Regions from separate parts of the Anser cygnoides genome. Here region 2 is linked to region 1. A link is a contact called in public Hi-C data. All regions are on one chromosome and are shown on one strand. The core of a region is the stretch at or near the end of the contact, and the rest is flanking DNA. Distances in the headings are between cores, read along the strand shown. Region 1 holds the start of C1H2orf49 (chromosome 1 C2orf49 homolog). Region 2 holds the start of NCK2 (NCK adaptor protein 2).

Region 1 (6,956 bases), core at 2,012-4,511:
TGCACCTACTTCAGCACATCAACAGTGTCTTATTATTTGAACAGTAACCTCGTGCTTTTATCTTCAAGTCACAAACAGACCTACCTACAAACAGACCCTTTAAGCAAAAAAAGACATAACAAGACAAGTCAGTATTCTAGACACTGCTTAAAAAAATAAAAAAAAAATCACTTGCCAGAATTTGTTTAGCTCTTCCTTGCTAGAAACCTCAGTAAGGCTAAAACAGACTTATGAAATTAGCAAGCTGTAATAGTGCAAAAAACATGAGAATTTCTGTCTACCTTTCCTTTAGCATTTACTGATGGAGCTAAATCAGACTTGCCACTCATGCACATCAAAGTTAAAGTCTTGGGCAGGGAGGAGGTTTGGGGAAGAAAACATAAATAAACTTCCGAAGAAGATTTTGCTTTCTGATCAAATCCAAACGTAAAGGTTTTGAACACAAGGCAGAACACTTTCAGAAAGGAGGCATTAGTTTTGAACTGGACACACAAAACTGCTGCAGCATACATTCCTGACTCAGCAGACCAACCCTGTTCAGTGAGCAAGCATAGTTCAACATGCTGCTGGTATTTGTCTTAAACACTGTAAACATGATTATTAATATTTAACAATTATTAGGTGAAACTAATAACAATTTTTTTCTTCATACACTATTTTGAAACAGCAATAAAAAAACAAGTGTTATAAACTAGATACCACTAATAACATTTAGATGACAAAAAAAGATCATACTTTTTTCCCTGCAATTGGAGTAGGAGAATCCAACACTTACGACACAGATGACGACAACATTCTTGGTAAACCGTAACAACATTCAAAACTTGTACAAGTTTTAGTAGTCAGATAAGACCAAATTAACTGCATTTTCCTAAGCTCTCCAGATCTATCCCGTTGAAAGCGAAATTACCTTTTATTTTCACTTTTCAGTTCATTTTGCTGTCTTTTCTTTTCCATCATTTTCCCCCATCTACTTTTGGGTAAGTCACGCTGAGGCAACGGAATGGCATGTTGAATGTAGAGATCAGTGAGGCCGTCTTTGTCCATCTTTACATCATTTTTGACTAGGATATTCTTCTGTGGGGGACAGAAGAAAAAAAGTTATTATTATGAGAAATTCAGAGCGCAAACAGTGGGAAAATTTCATTTTTCAAAAGCCATTCTGAAGCCATTCTGAATTGGGCATAAATGCCAGGGTGTCAGTGGAGGGGGCTGCAGGGGTGACCCCTGTGGGAGGCAAGGAAATGCCCTGTGCCAGTGACAGCTGATAACTCTGAAAACAACCCACTGCACACCAAAGCTTCAACCAAGCGGAGGAGGACATGGCGTCGCTGCTGAAATACCTTTAACAAAGGGCAGAAGCCACTAGGGGCAGGAGACACCAAAGGACGCAGAGGAGAAGGCACATGAGGAGCTCTGTGAAGAAATGCTCTCCTTCCTCGTGCAAGGAACTGAGAGGGAATGACAGTAATCCACACTGGAAACAAGAGAAGTTGAGACCAGGAAGGGATGAGAAGAGGCGTCTCCCTATGTGTTTAATGGTTTCTTTCTGCCATTTCTTACTTCTTACGCATCTCCTTCCTCTGTTCCTTGATTCTTACTCATTTTCTTCTGCTCCAGCATGGGTTTCTCCATGGACCACAGTCTCCATGAGGCTTTCCCTGCTCCAGCAGGAGCCCTCCACAGGCTGGAGCCCATCACCAGCCACAGCCCCAAAACCATCAATTTTTCATGAGTCCCGTTTCCCCATTCTCCTCACATCTGCTCATCTGTCTACTCCTGCACGGCCTCTCTGTGCCTCCTGCCTCTTGCTGCTGCCACTCTTTGTAAAGCAGATTTGAGCAGTACCACGTGTTCCTCTGATTGGCTGAAGTTTTGGTGTGCGATGGGCTGTTTTCATCACTGTCAGACAGTTGAACCTTGCTGTGACCAGCACAGGGCAGTTCCTCACCTTTGCCCACACAGATAACCCCCGCAGTCCACTGCTATGCAAATCCTGCAATTTTTTTCCCAATAAAAATAGTTACACAAGAGAATTAAGTTACGATAGAACCACTGCTGTTAACCGAGGTTTTCATGCACTCTTTAACACGCCTCCCTGACTACAAAGTCAGAGCTCTCTTTCATACTTCCAAAAACCAGGCAATTAGAACATAACGCAGTTCAAACTCCCAGATGTGGAGCTCTGCTTCTGCACCAGTTCCCAACATGTAAGCTGCTAAGAGAGACTTCTTGTCACTGTCAGTTATAAGAGCACGCAAGTTTTCTTTCTGATCATACACACCGTTGTGAAAACAAATTTTGGTACCTTCGATCAAATTTATTAAGAGAAAAAAACGGTAACGTCATGCAAACACAGGTCACTGAAAACAGGTCAAGTGTCTGCTGCTATTGGTTTTGACAATGCTTTATAACTTCTGATATGGGCTCAAAACCTGTACACTATTGTGCACATAAACTATGTGAACAAGAGCACACAAAGTTGAGCAAGCTCCTGTAGAAGCCTTAAATGATTGTTTCATTCACCTAATTTTGCAGATCAGGCAGCAGCAAGTACTCCACATCAACTGAAGCTTCAAAATCGGCTATAAGTCACTTTCAAACTCAGATTTTTCAATAACACACAGTTAAACGCTATCTCTGCTGATCGTGTAGGATGTGTTGCCTTTAGCTCACCGAGCACGCATGCACCAGCCTTAACAGAGAAGAGATCGACTTTCCACGGGTAACTTTACTGTATATAAATGCTGCCTCACGGACATGCAAAGTTGGATAAATTGTTCTTTAGCAACCACTGCAGCAGGGTTCAGACACGGTCCCTAGGAAAACAAGGGGGGCAGTTCTCAGGCTGCACGCCTCTTTTAAATGAGCATCCGAATCATAGCATTCCTTTATTTATTATTATTTCCCAATTATTTCTTCCCCGAGTGCTTCTGGTGCACCCGCGCAGGGCTGCACAAAGACCGGCGAGCAGAGAGGGCCTGGGAGAAAACCTCCCGCACGGCGACCGCCGGGGCCCCGCGGCCGACCTCCCCCCCCCGGCCCCGGGCAGGGCCGTGCCCCTCTGCGGAGCCGCCCCGGTGCCGGGCGAGGCGCGGTCGCACCTGCTCGAGGGTGAGCAGCAGGAACTCCTCCGAGAGCAGCTCCGGGTGCAGCAGCAGCTCCGAGTCCGAGCGCCCCAGCGGCCGCTCCGCCGCGACACCGCCCGCCCGGCCCCGCCGCTGCGCCGCCATCTTGTGCCGCCGGCACCGCTTCCGGCCGCTGAGGGGCCGCCGGGCGAGGGGGCGGGGCCTGGAGGCGGAACTGACGTCAGAGCGCGGAGTCTGGGCGGGGGGACAGGGGAAGGGAAGGGAAGGGAAGGGAAGGGAAGGGAAGGGAAGGGAAGGGAAGGGAAGGGAAGGGAAGGGAAGGGAAGGGAAGGGAAGGGAAGGGAAGGGAAGGGAAGGGAAGGGGGAAGGGAAGGGAAGGGAAGGGAAGGATCACTGCGATGTGGTGCTGGTCAGTACGCAGAGGAAACCCATTTTATTATAACTTTCTCAGTACACAGAAGGAGAAAGTGAAATAAGTGCCTTCTGCTTTGAGTTAGCGAACTGCCTGTCCATTTAGAAACAGGACAGGGAGTTGCAAATAACGATGTAAGTTAACCGCGTTGCCCTTGTGACGTAAAATGTGATTTCAAGTATTTAATGCGTTTTACAGAACTAAGAGGCAACAAGCTATGTGACACAAACACACCTGCACGTAGAACAAGCCACACATATAACTACTTAGCACATATATACTATAGATATGTAGAGCTCTTAAGATAGATCTATTATTATGAATTCAAATTTGGAATATTAAAGATCATTTAACTGTACAAGCCAGCAGTGTAATGTTTATTTACGTTCACAGAACCACAGAATGGTTTGGGTTGGAAGGGACCTTAAAGATCGCCTAATTCCACCCCCCTGCCACGGGCAGGGACACCTCCCACCAGCCCAGGCTGCCCAAAGCCCCATCCAGCCTGGCCTTGAGCACCCCCAGGGATGGGGCACCCACAGCTTCCCTGGGCAGCCTGTGCCATCCCCCCACACAGCGCCCCCCCCGGCTGTTTCCTGCTGGCTCACGCCACCCATTCCCCCGCGTCCCCCCCTTCCCCTCCTCCCACAGCACTCACACCCCACCGCCGCTATTTCTTTATTCAGCTTAGCCTCGTACGCCAGCACAGCCCCTGACAGGACCGCCCCCGCCGCCCCGCGCCCCGTCAGCGCCCAACGGCCGCCCTCCCGCCCCCTCACGTGACGCACCCCTCCCCGATGGGCGGGGCCCGCCCGCGCGCCCCACGTGACGGGAAGGCGGCGGGGCGGGGCCGGGCGGGGCGGGGCGCGGTACCGGAAGCTCCGCGCCCGCCCCTCCCCTGCCCGCGGCCGGCGGCGGCGGAGCTCCAGCGAGGCCCGGCCCGGCCCGGCCGCGGTTCCTGGAGCGGCGGCGCCCGGCGCTCGCAGGTGGGGGGGGGGGGAGCCGTCCGGGGCCCGGTGTGGCTGCGGGTGGGGGAGTAACACCCGGATTACCGGGGGTCTGCGCCACCGGCGGCCGGGCCGGCTGGCCCCGGGAGTCCTGGGAGCGCTTTTCTCGCCGTGTGGTGACCGGGGGGGGGGTTGGTTTATTGGCTGCCGGGCTGGGCCGGGCCGTCAGACCGCCGGTGTGTTCGGGCTTCGTGTCCGGGGAGTCGGGTTTGTCCTTCGTTACCTTAAAACCCTCAAATTAGGTATTAAATAATTCTATGTATTCTTCATTTGCTCTTATTCTGCAAGCTTTTGAAGGCTGCTTGGCCAAGAGCAGGGCTGCGAGGTTCTCCTGACGGCAGGCGTTAGGAGAGGATGTGCCTGCCCTGCCCTGCCCTGCCCCACGCAGACTTTAAACTCCCAGGCAGGAAAGCCGCCCGTCCTCCCCGGGACGCAGCCCGGCACTTCGTGATGCACACGCTCTCCGAAAAGCAAACGACCAAAAGCTGTTTCGGTAGTCAGCCTTTGGGCTGCCCTCTTTGGCTTAACGTCTTGTGTTTTGGAGGGCAGCGTGGCTGTGTTGCTCAGAGACCTTCGTTATCATCTTACCTTGGGGTATTTCTCTGGTGTTTTCGTGTTTTCTTAGCTGAAGGTCAGAGGACAAGCTTAAACCCTAGATGAGGCTGCAGTTTGAAACAGTCAGGGAATCCAAATCTAAAATCCTTTTTGACTTCTGGAAAAACTAGGAAATGCTTGGCTTAAAAGATCACTGTTGATTACATTACATTCTAATGTAATTCATTTCTGGATATATTCTTACTTTGGTCTGATTTCAGTTACTGGTAACTCATGAATTGTAGTTTACCTTTGCGTATTCATTTTTGGAAATTTTTGCTGTGGTTTTCAATATTACCTTATAAGAGCAAAACTTTGCTTTTAGATGTAGTGGTTTGAAACAGAATTCATTTTTATTATTTGTGTTTAATTTCAGGGTGATTACAGGAGCATTTTGGTCCACAGAATTCTCATTTGACGTTTTATATCTCCACAGTGTAGGAGAATTGTGTGTGTTGTTTCTCAAAGCCAACGCTGAATGTCTTGAGTGGATAAGTGGTTGTTATGGAGCAGTCATGACACAGTGAAGGGTGACTAATTTAGGTCAGCAGCTCTTCGTCTATTCTTCGGATCACTCAGCACAGGTGTCTGCCTGTTCCATATAAAAGACAAGTCTGGAGTACAGCAAAATTACATCAACTGGTTTCTAAACACTGATAATCGCTTCGTGAATTGGATCTGTGCCTTGGCAGTGCTTGATTGTAAAAGGGAAGGTGTAGTTTGCAGAATGTGAATATTATAAGTGCTGCTTAGCACTTAGAAACAATCTTTTCGGAATGGTTGTGGTAGTAGTGAACAGAAACTCCTCTAATTTCAGTGTTTCTTGAGCTTAATGAGTGCTGTATTGGTCATATTTCCAAGTCAGCTGTTTGACCATGCCTAATACTTGCCAGTACATAGTTTGGTATTCAGTGCTACTCACACATCTCTAAAACTGATGCTTGATGATATTACCCCAAAAAAATCACTTAGGTGATTTTCATGAATTATTTATCAGTAGCTTGAAAGTTAATTTCACTTCTTACTGTTGGAAAGTAAGGAATGGAAAATGTGTTAAATGGAATCTGCCTATGCTATTTCACTAGAAGAGGTACTAATACCAGTAAATTTTGTCAAATAGAATGTAAAGCAACATGAGATGTTAACTCAAAGCCTTGTAGCTACTCTAGAAGTCTGAGAGCCTGTATCTTTTCATGTAGAGAAGGTGTTTGTAATCCACTAGGAAGAACTGCATGCAGTGCCAAAGTATCAGAGAGCCAGCAATGGGCTTGTTCTATGCGGAAGAAGCATTACTTTCAAAATATCCGGGTGCTACTGTGAATCTACTTCAGAACAGACTTGAAGCGAAAAGTCAGTTTGAGTCAGTTCTGTGGCTACTAACGTGCTCATTCTGGTTCGTGTAATCTGGTTGGAAACAAGAATATAGCCCGTTGAAAGAAAAAGCAACTGTGAAGTTTTTGTGCTGCTTAATGTTAAATGGCTACCTCTGATATTTGATGGTGGTGATTTGATAACTTTTTTTCTTCTTTACTCAGATCACCCGGAAGACACAATGAGTGTTAAAGCTTTCAAGCTCGTTTCTGCTGTCGAGCGGGAGGTGTTAATGGGAGACAAAAATCACATCAACATCGAATGCATCGAGTGTTGTGGAAAGAACCTCTATATTGGAACCAACGACTGCTTTATCTATCACTTTCTGCTGGATGAAAAGCTATCGACAGCTGGAAAAATATCTTTTGCTGCCACCAAGCAACTGCATAAATACCTGGGCTTCAAGAAGCCAGTGAATGAGTTGAAAGCGGCATCTGCACTCACCAGGCTTCTTGTGCTCTGTGACAACACGATAACACTAGT
Region 2 (6,956 bases), core at 2,170-4,669, 160 kb before region 1:
TGGGTCGCTGTTCTCTAATCAAGATTTATTTCTCTGCGTAGGAATTCCCTAAATTTACAATACTCTACCAAGGCTTAAGAATGTACGCCGCCAAGCCACCTCACTGCACACCAAGTTATTTATGCTGGTTTTAAAACAGGAACTCAGTTTGTTAACGGAGAGAGACAAATTCATTTGTTGCGTCATATATATTTAATGGGATATAAAAATATATATTTCATATGTCAATGCACTTCCAATTTACTCACTTCATTAGCATTTATGAAATAATTAAGAATCCTCATGACAGGGGAAAAAGATTACTCTAGAAAAAAAAAAACAACACTTGAAAGAATCGCTTTACCCACCACTAAACAGAGCAACAGTTTAACTGGGCAGAACACCGATGACTACGTTACGATGAGGAAACTAGTGGATCTAATTGAATAGGCAAGAAAAAAATTAAATGGAGCACCTTAAAACAGGAAACAGCTTAGGATACCTGGGCTGGCCAACCTTCATGTACTTGCAAAGCAAAATAAACAGAAAAGCTATTTTTCAAAAGGCAGAAGTCACCAGGTCTCATCCAGCATCTTTTTCAAAAGACCACATGAGAGTACGCTAGTTAAATTAATTGTATAGGCCTCATCTGTGTGCTTTAGGAGGAAGAAACAATGCTATCTGCCTATCTGCCACATCACAAACGCCACCCCTGTTGTCTGTGAAGGCCTTCCAATCCAGGAACTCCTAGGGATCCTTGACTCTCAGGCTCTGGGGGAGCTATCGTTTTGCAACATTTCTGTATGCCTGGTAAATAGAAGGATAAAGGGTATTGTCTGTAAGTTTATTATTTCAGCAGAAGCAGACAGCAGCTTGCCTGCAGCGCGCCTCAGCTCACAGCACAGGCAGACCAGACCACGCGCAATGACCTACTTCAGCTCAGCGGTGTGTCCAGCACCTTACCTCAGGTCTGACCACACTAACCAAAATACGGCAGCATCTTGGTTTTGTTGGTACCTTCTTTCAAACATCTCTGCTAACTCCCGCCAGCAACCCCCCTTTCGGAGAGCACAGGGGACAGGAGAGGGAAGGGAAGAGCCATGGCTGAGAAACCACAAGTCCTCTCAAACAGAAATCATTTTCTAGAACATCCGTAACCATCAGATTCATAGACATCTTGGTTTTGATTTTGATCCTGCAGCAAGTAAATTGATAGAGCACCTGCCTCTGTGAGTCTGGAGCAGGTTTTATGCTTGTATGGCATGAAAAAGAAGGACACTTCAGGTAGTTCTGCTGCTGCTCGAGGCTATGACCAGCAAACGATACTGCCCAAACATCGCTTTTGAGTCACTACTGTAACTGCTAAGGAAAGCCATGAGCACCATGAGAAAAGGAATAACAAATGTCAATAGCAACACCAAGATAAAAAAAAATACAAAGGCTGGAAACAAAGCAGATGCTGCTGACCTTGTCCTTCTTCTTTAGCACACAGTTGATGTGACGTGACACATAAGAGAGCAAATACCTTTCCTTAACGCTCCCAAGCAGCTAGGCAGGAAACTATAGAGAAAAGAGAGGAAGGAGAAAAAAGGGATAAGTTCCCTTTTCATTGCAGCAGCAAGGCAAAGGCTGAAGTTTGGGATTTATCATATATTCAGCAGCAAGGACATAATAAAATCAACCATCCATTCAATCAGTGACTAACTCTGCTGTTGGTTTTGGAGAAAAACAGCAAAAGAGATCCTGAGTCCCACTGTACCACAACAGAGATCAGAAATATCATCTAGCAGAGGTAAAAGGCTAGTACAGCAGCTAACAGCGCAGTGACAGAAAAGCTGCAAGGAGAGCTAACGTTGCAATGAGTCTATATCTGTTTCATGGCCTATATTAAAATATTTGCTAATTACTGTCTTGATCTTAGCAGTACAGGTGCCTTCTGTCTCTACGTTTACTCGCTGCTCCCAAAAGCGACATCTTCTGTCAAAGTTTCAAGAAAGTCAGCTACGAGGACAAGACCGCTTAAATCGACCGGGGCCAGCCCTGAGACTTCAATATCCAGAGCTGTAAACCCGGGTATTTCCGAGAAGCTACAAAGTAATTTTCCTCCAGAAGCTCTAATCCTCCCTCCCGCACACGCTGTGCCCCTGCCACCATCTACGCGGTGCTGGCTGCTGAAGATTCCTCAAAAGCAGGAGGAGAAGCAGCGCTCTCAGGGAGACATTCCTGCCGAGCTCCTGCCCTGCCAGCCCTTTCAGATTCCTCCATGTTAAGCTCCCGGCCCCGGCTCTCGATGACATAAGGCACGCGTGGCTAGGCCGGGGAGGTCCGTGTTTATGAAGGCCACTCGTGGACGACGAGCCCAGCTCTCCTCCGTCGGCCGGCCACGAAGGCGGCGTGTTCCCGGGGAGCAAATATTGCCTCACGGCACACAAAAGGAGCGGAGTCCGGCTAGGGGAGGCACGCTGGGAAGCGATCAAGTTTGAAACTAACAAAAGAACAAGACGGCGGTGAGCGGGTGCCGCATTTAATCCACGGAGGCACCTCAAAACCCAGCGAGGCGGTGGGGCACCCTGCTTGTGCCTTGCCCTGGGGGGGGGGGGGGCTGTTAACTTTTGGGGTTTTAAAGCTTTCTGTCGTCCCGCTCACGGCGAAACCCCACGGTTTTGGGTCTTACGTTGTCCCGCTCATTGCTTTTTCGGGCTTCTGAAGTGGAAGCTAGGGGATGGAGAGAGGGCTGGGGGGGGGGGGGGGGGGCATTGCGAGAATATTCCCCACCGCCTGCCGCCTTTCACCCCTGGGACGAGGACACGGCCCCATCGGGGTCCCCCTCACGGGAACTTTTAGGGGGACGGCGGCCGGCCCCCCACCCAAAGGACCCCCCAACCCCCCCGGGCCAACTCCACTCGCCTCCCCCGGACACAAAGCGGCGGCTGTCGGGGGATGGAGACTGGGATTAGGATTAGGATTAGGACTGGGATGGGGGGGGGGGGTCACCGCCCGCCTGCCCCCCCAAGGGTGACACCCACCCCTCCCCCCGCCGCCATGCCCCCCCCCCCCCCCCGTTCGCCACAAGTTTGCGGCGCGGGGCCCGTCCCGCACCGCCGCCACCGCGCTTACCTCGGCTCGGCCCGGCCCGGCCCGGGCGGCGGGGAGCGGAGCGGAGCGGAGCGGAGCGGGGCGGGGAGGAGGCTCCCAGCCCGGGCGGGCTCCGCTTCTTTGTCTCCTCGGCGGCGGTGCCCGCTCGCTCGCTCCCCCCCCTCCGCTTCCCTCTTCCCTTCCCCGGAGCGGATGCGGGCTGCGTGCTCCGCTGGGGGCCGGCTCCCCCCTTCCCTCTTCCTCCTCCGGACGCGTCCAAGGCCCCGGCCCTCGGCGGCTCCGGCTCCTCCGCTCCCTGCCCGCAGCGCCCGGCGGCGGCCCCGTCCCCGGCCCCTCCTCCGGCAGCCGCCCGCCCGCCCCCCCCCCGGCACAGGCACAGCCCCGGCCCCAGCCCCCGCCCCCGCCCGGCCCTTCCTGCCGCTGCCGCTGCCGGGATGGCGCGGGAGGAGCTCCCCGGGCTCCCCCTGGCGCTGCGGGAGCGCCGCCCTTCCTCCCCCCGCAGGAAGGCCCGGACGAGCCGTGCCGAGCCGTGCCGAGCCGGGCAGGGCAGCTCCGTGCCCCCCCGGGAGCGCTCGAGTTGAGGGGGGCACCGCGGCACACGCACCCCCCAACCATCCCCCCCCGTGTTGAAGTTGACGCCCCGACACCCCCTCGAAGTTGAGGGGGGCTTGGCCAAAAAAAAAAGCCCCAGCCGCAGGCTTGTGGTCATCCCAAAAGCCGCCGCACACCGTGGTGTGGGTCATCCACCAGTGGCCAAACGTGGGAGGTCCCACAGATGTCGAAAGGGTGATGTGGAGGGATGAGATGGCGGTGCCAGGTACGGCCTCTGTCGTGCTGCCAGCCCCATCCCACCCCCACAGATCTACAGAGTAATTTGGGTTGGAAGGGACCCCGAAGATCACCCAACTCCAACCCCCTGCCATGGGCAGGACACCTCCCACCAGACCAGGTTGCCCAAAGACCCCATCCAGCCTGGCCTTGAACACCTCCAGAAATGGGGCACCTCCACCCCTGGGTGGGTCTGTGAGGTGGTGAGCTACGAAAGGTTTGGCCTTGTGGAGGTGGCCACCGGGTCCAGCAGGTAGAAAGCCACATGCAAATCCAAAATACACTCATCAGTGCCGAGAAACCGCTGTCCTGCTTTCCCCGACCAAGGAAAAAAAAAAAAAAAAGTGGGGATAACCTCATGCAGATTTTCAACTCTACATATACCAGTTACAGAAATACATGTCCCGAGACTGACCTGTGTTTCTATTTGAAATATTTCAGAAATCTTTGAATAATTCCCTCTTCCCCTTCTTAACTTTTACATGTTCTTACAGCGTTTAATTGATGGTTTTGGCAGCCCTGGTTGCCTTTTGCATGCCTGCTAGATAAAACCGAAAGAAAAGCGTGGCCTCTTGTTTCTTCCAAGACTTAGTGTGCACCTCAGGGAGGGACAGAAAGACTCAAGCCCTTTTGTACACACATTTGACTGATTCAGAGGGTTGTTAATCTCCCCTTCTGAACAATAATCTGACCCTGCTTTTTGAGAGCTGGGAAATATTTGGGGTCCCAGGAAGGGGAATTGCACTCTGCTCCACAGCCGCCACCTCACCATGAGGTGAGGCCTCGCTCCAGCCTCCCTCCAGGCTTCAGCCTGCGAAGGATTACACCAAATTTAGATGAGGCTGGCTGTTGAAGTACTTTTGGAAACACGTCTTTTGTTCCTGGAATAAAATACACTGTAGAGGCAATAGTAGAGAGGTGAATAACCCAGCTCTAGTTCACATTTATAATGCACAATCAGGTTTTTTTGTTTGTTTTGTTTTGTTTTTAGTTTTGTCCCTCCTTACCACAACTTGCTAATTTCATCATGCAAGAATCTCCTTTTTTGTCATTTTTTCTACAATGCCGCCGAGCTGAGGCTGTGCAGGGGAGGGTGGCAGGACGGTGCCAAGTCTCCAGTCCAAAAGAGACCTCCAAAAGTGTCCAGCAGCATAACACACCAGTAGAGTGTGGCAGTAGAGTAGGGCAGTAGAGCTCAAAGCTTCCCAGGTACCTAAAGAAACAAAAAATAAAATAAAAACGATGAAGCACACCTAGCTCAGGCAGATTAATGCTAATAGGATTTATGGATGAAAAATGTTCTGAGACAGGATTTGAATGAAGACATTGTCTTCAGGCAAAGGACTAATTTGAGGACTCTGAAGCATACTGTTGTTAAATATATTTAATTACGTTAAGAAATGATCCATTAAAGCTGGTTTTTCCATACTGTGGCTTATGACAAACAGAGGACACCGTAGAAAGGGATAGGAGTGGTATGTTGAAGGGTGCTCAGATTGCCTGCTGGAAGTATCCTTTTGTTTCGCCAACAAAAAAAGACCATGATGTTGCTTTGAGTAGTATTTCAAAATGTTGAGCCTACTGAAATATTAATGTACACTTTTTGAAATATCATAATTAGCTCTTATCTCTGGAATAACTGTTATTAAACAGATCTGACTGCTTGTGATTCTAATGAGAATTATGTTCTAAATATGAGAAGATGATAAATTTGGGGGAATGCGCACAGAAGTGAAAGCAGTACATGATGCGGTGGGCATGCTATTTTGTATAAAGAAAGTAAATATGCAAAACATATACTTTTGCATATGCATAAGAGTGGCGCAGTCCTTAGAAACTATATACACAGGAGAGAACAGCATGAATATTTCTCCCAGCCTAAGGCTATAACTGTATAGTAAAAATAAAAGAAAAAATGGTTAAGCAATAGGAGGATGTCTCTCCATCTTGGTTGAAGAAGCAGTCTGCCTCACACTACTCAGAATAGGGTTACGTGCAAACTACAGATCTAAAGGTGACTACTTAATGGCAGTGATTTGCACAAGACACTGGAAAACCATATTCTTTTCTTTTTGCTTTTTTTTTTTAATTTTTTTTATTTACCTTTCTTATCTTTTTGACCACCTATTTTCATTCCCTGTGTAATGCTACCTGTGCTGTATTGCCCAGCAGAGCCGTAAGTTCCCCAGGACTGTGATGCAGCTGTAATCTCTGCCACGAACTCCAATCCTGCAGATGTCATGCATTTACAACTCAGAGAGACATGGATGGGATTGCTGTCTCTGAGATAAGTCTCCTTCCTCGTTCTGCACAAGTCACTCACCCTTTACCCAGATACTTCGGTTCTCAGCTGCCCAGTCTAGACTCTGAGTTAATACATGTTCCTGAAGGCCGGTGTGAGAAATTCGTGTGAGGATGTCAGAAGGAAGAACTTTCTGTTAAAATCTGGAAAACGGCATAGCCCAGATCAGATATGGACAGCAAAGGCATTTTGCCCCTCTGTTAGTTCACTGCAGAGAAAATACACTTAAATCCAAGTATACCTCTTTCAAAAACTGTTACTCCTGATTTACAAAACTGCCTTTTAAAGGCAACAGTATTTTAGTAAACTCCATATATACATGCAGTATTGTAATACTGTGATGGAGAGGTGAAGGAGCACAAGGTACTCTGTCAAAAAAAAAAAAAAAAACACCACAGGGTGGCTTCTAATTCTCTGTAATCTGAAAAGAAAATAAGGTTCATTTTAATAACACCTTTAAGAAAAAATACCAGCTTACGATTAAGTAAATTTTAAAATACTGAAAGCAATATCAGTGTGTTTTCTCTCCCTCAAAAAAAAAAATCTCTTTAAAGGGTTTACATTGCTACACATCATAGTTTCTACTTGAAGCATCTGCTTGATTCCCCTGTACATGATGAGGAATTACAAGACCACTACCAAGGGAGAATAGATCCCAAATACTCAATTAGTTACTGCTGAGTCACTTAAGTGTATTTGCACAATGATTCTAATTCAGCCTGACAGTAACACGGCTGCTTTTCGCAGTTGC

What was found. Hi-C and Micro-C count contacts between places; a contact is called where the count stands out from the background.
Region 2: a Hi-C map of liver shows a contact between it and region 1, with 1.7 times the contacts expected there. The contact joins the promoter of NCK2 here to the promoter of C1H2orf49 in region 1. A contact is called at or near these places in 2 of 7 Hi-C or Micro-C datasets (granulosa cells and liver).

What each region holds. Positions count from the first base shown.
Region 1 is chr1:144,894,151-144,901,106 of Taihu_goose_T2T_genome, reverse strand. It overlaps C1H2orf49 (chromosome 1 C2orf49 homolog), which reads right to left and starts at 3,261. Exons shown (of 4, transcript XM_048046440.2): 1 at 3,105-3,261; 2 at 911-1,077. The coding sequence starts at 3,233. It overlaps TGFBRAP1 (transforming growth factor beta receptor associated protein 1), which reads left to right and starts at 4,352. Exons shown (of 12, transcript XM_048046435.2): 1 at 4,352-4,487; 2 at 6,638-6,956. The coding sequence starts at 6,655.
Region 2 is chr1:145,051,328-145,058,283 of Taihu_goose_T2T_genome, reverse strand. It overlaps NCK2 (NCK adaptor protein 2), which reads right to left and starts at 3,419. Exons shown (of 6, transcript XM_066984773.1): 1 at 3,097-3,419; 2 at 1,447-1,539.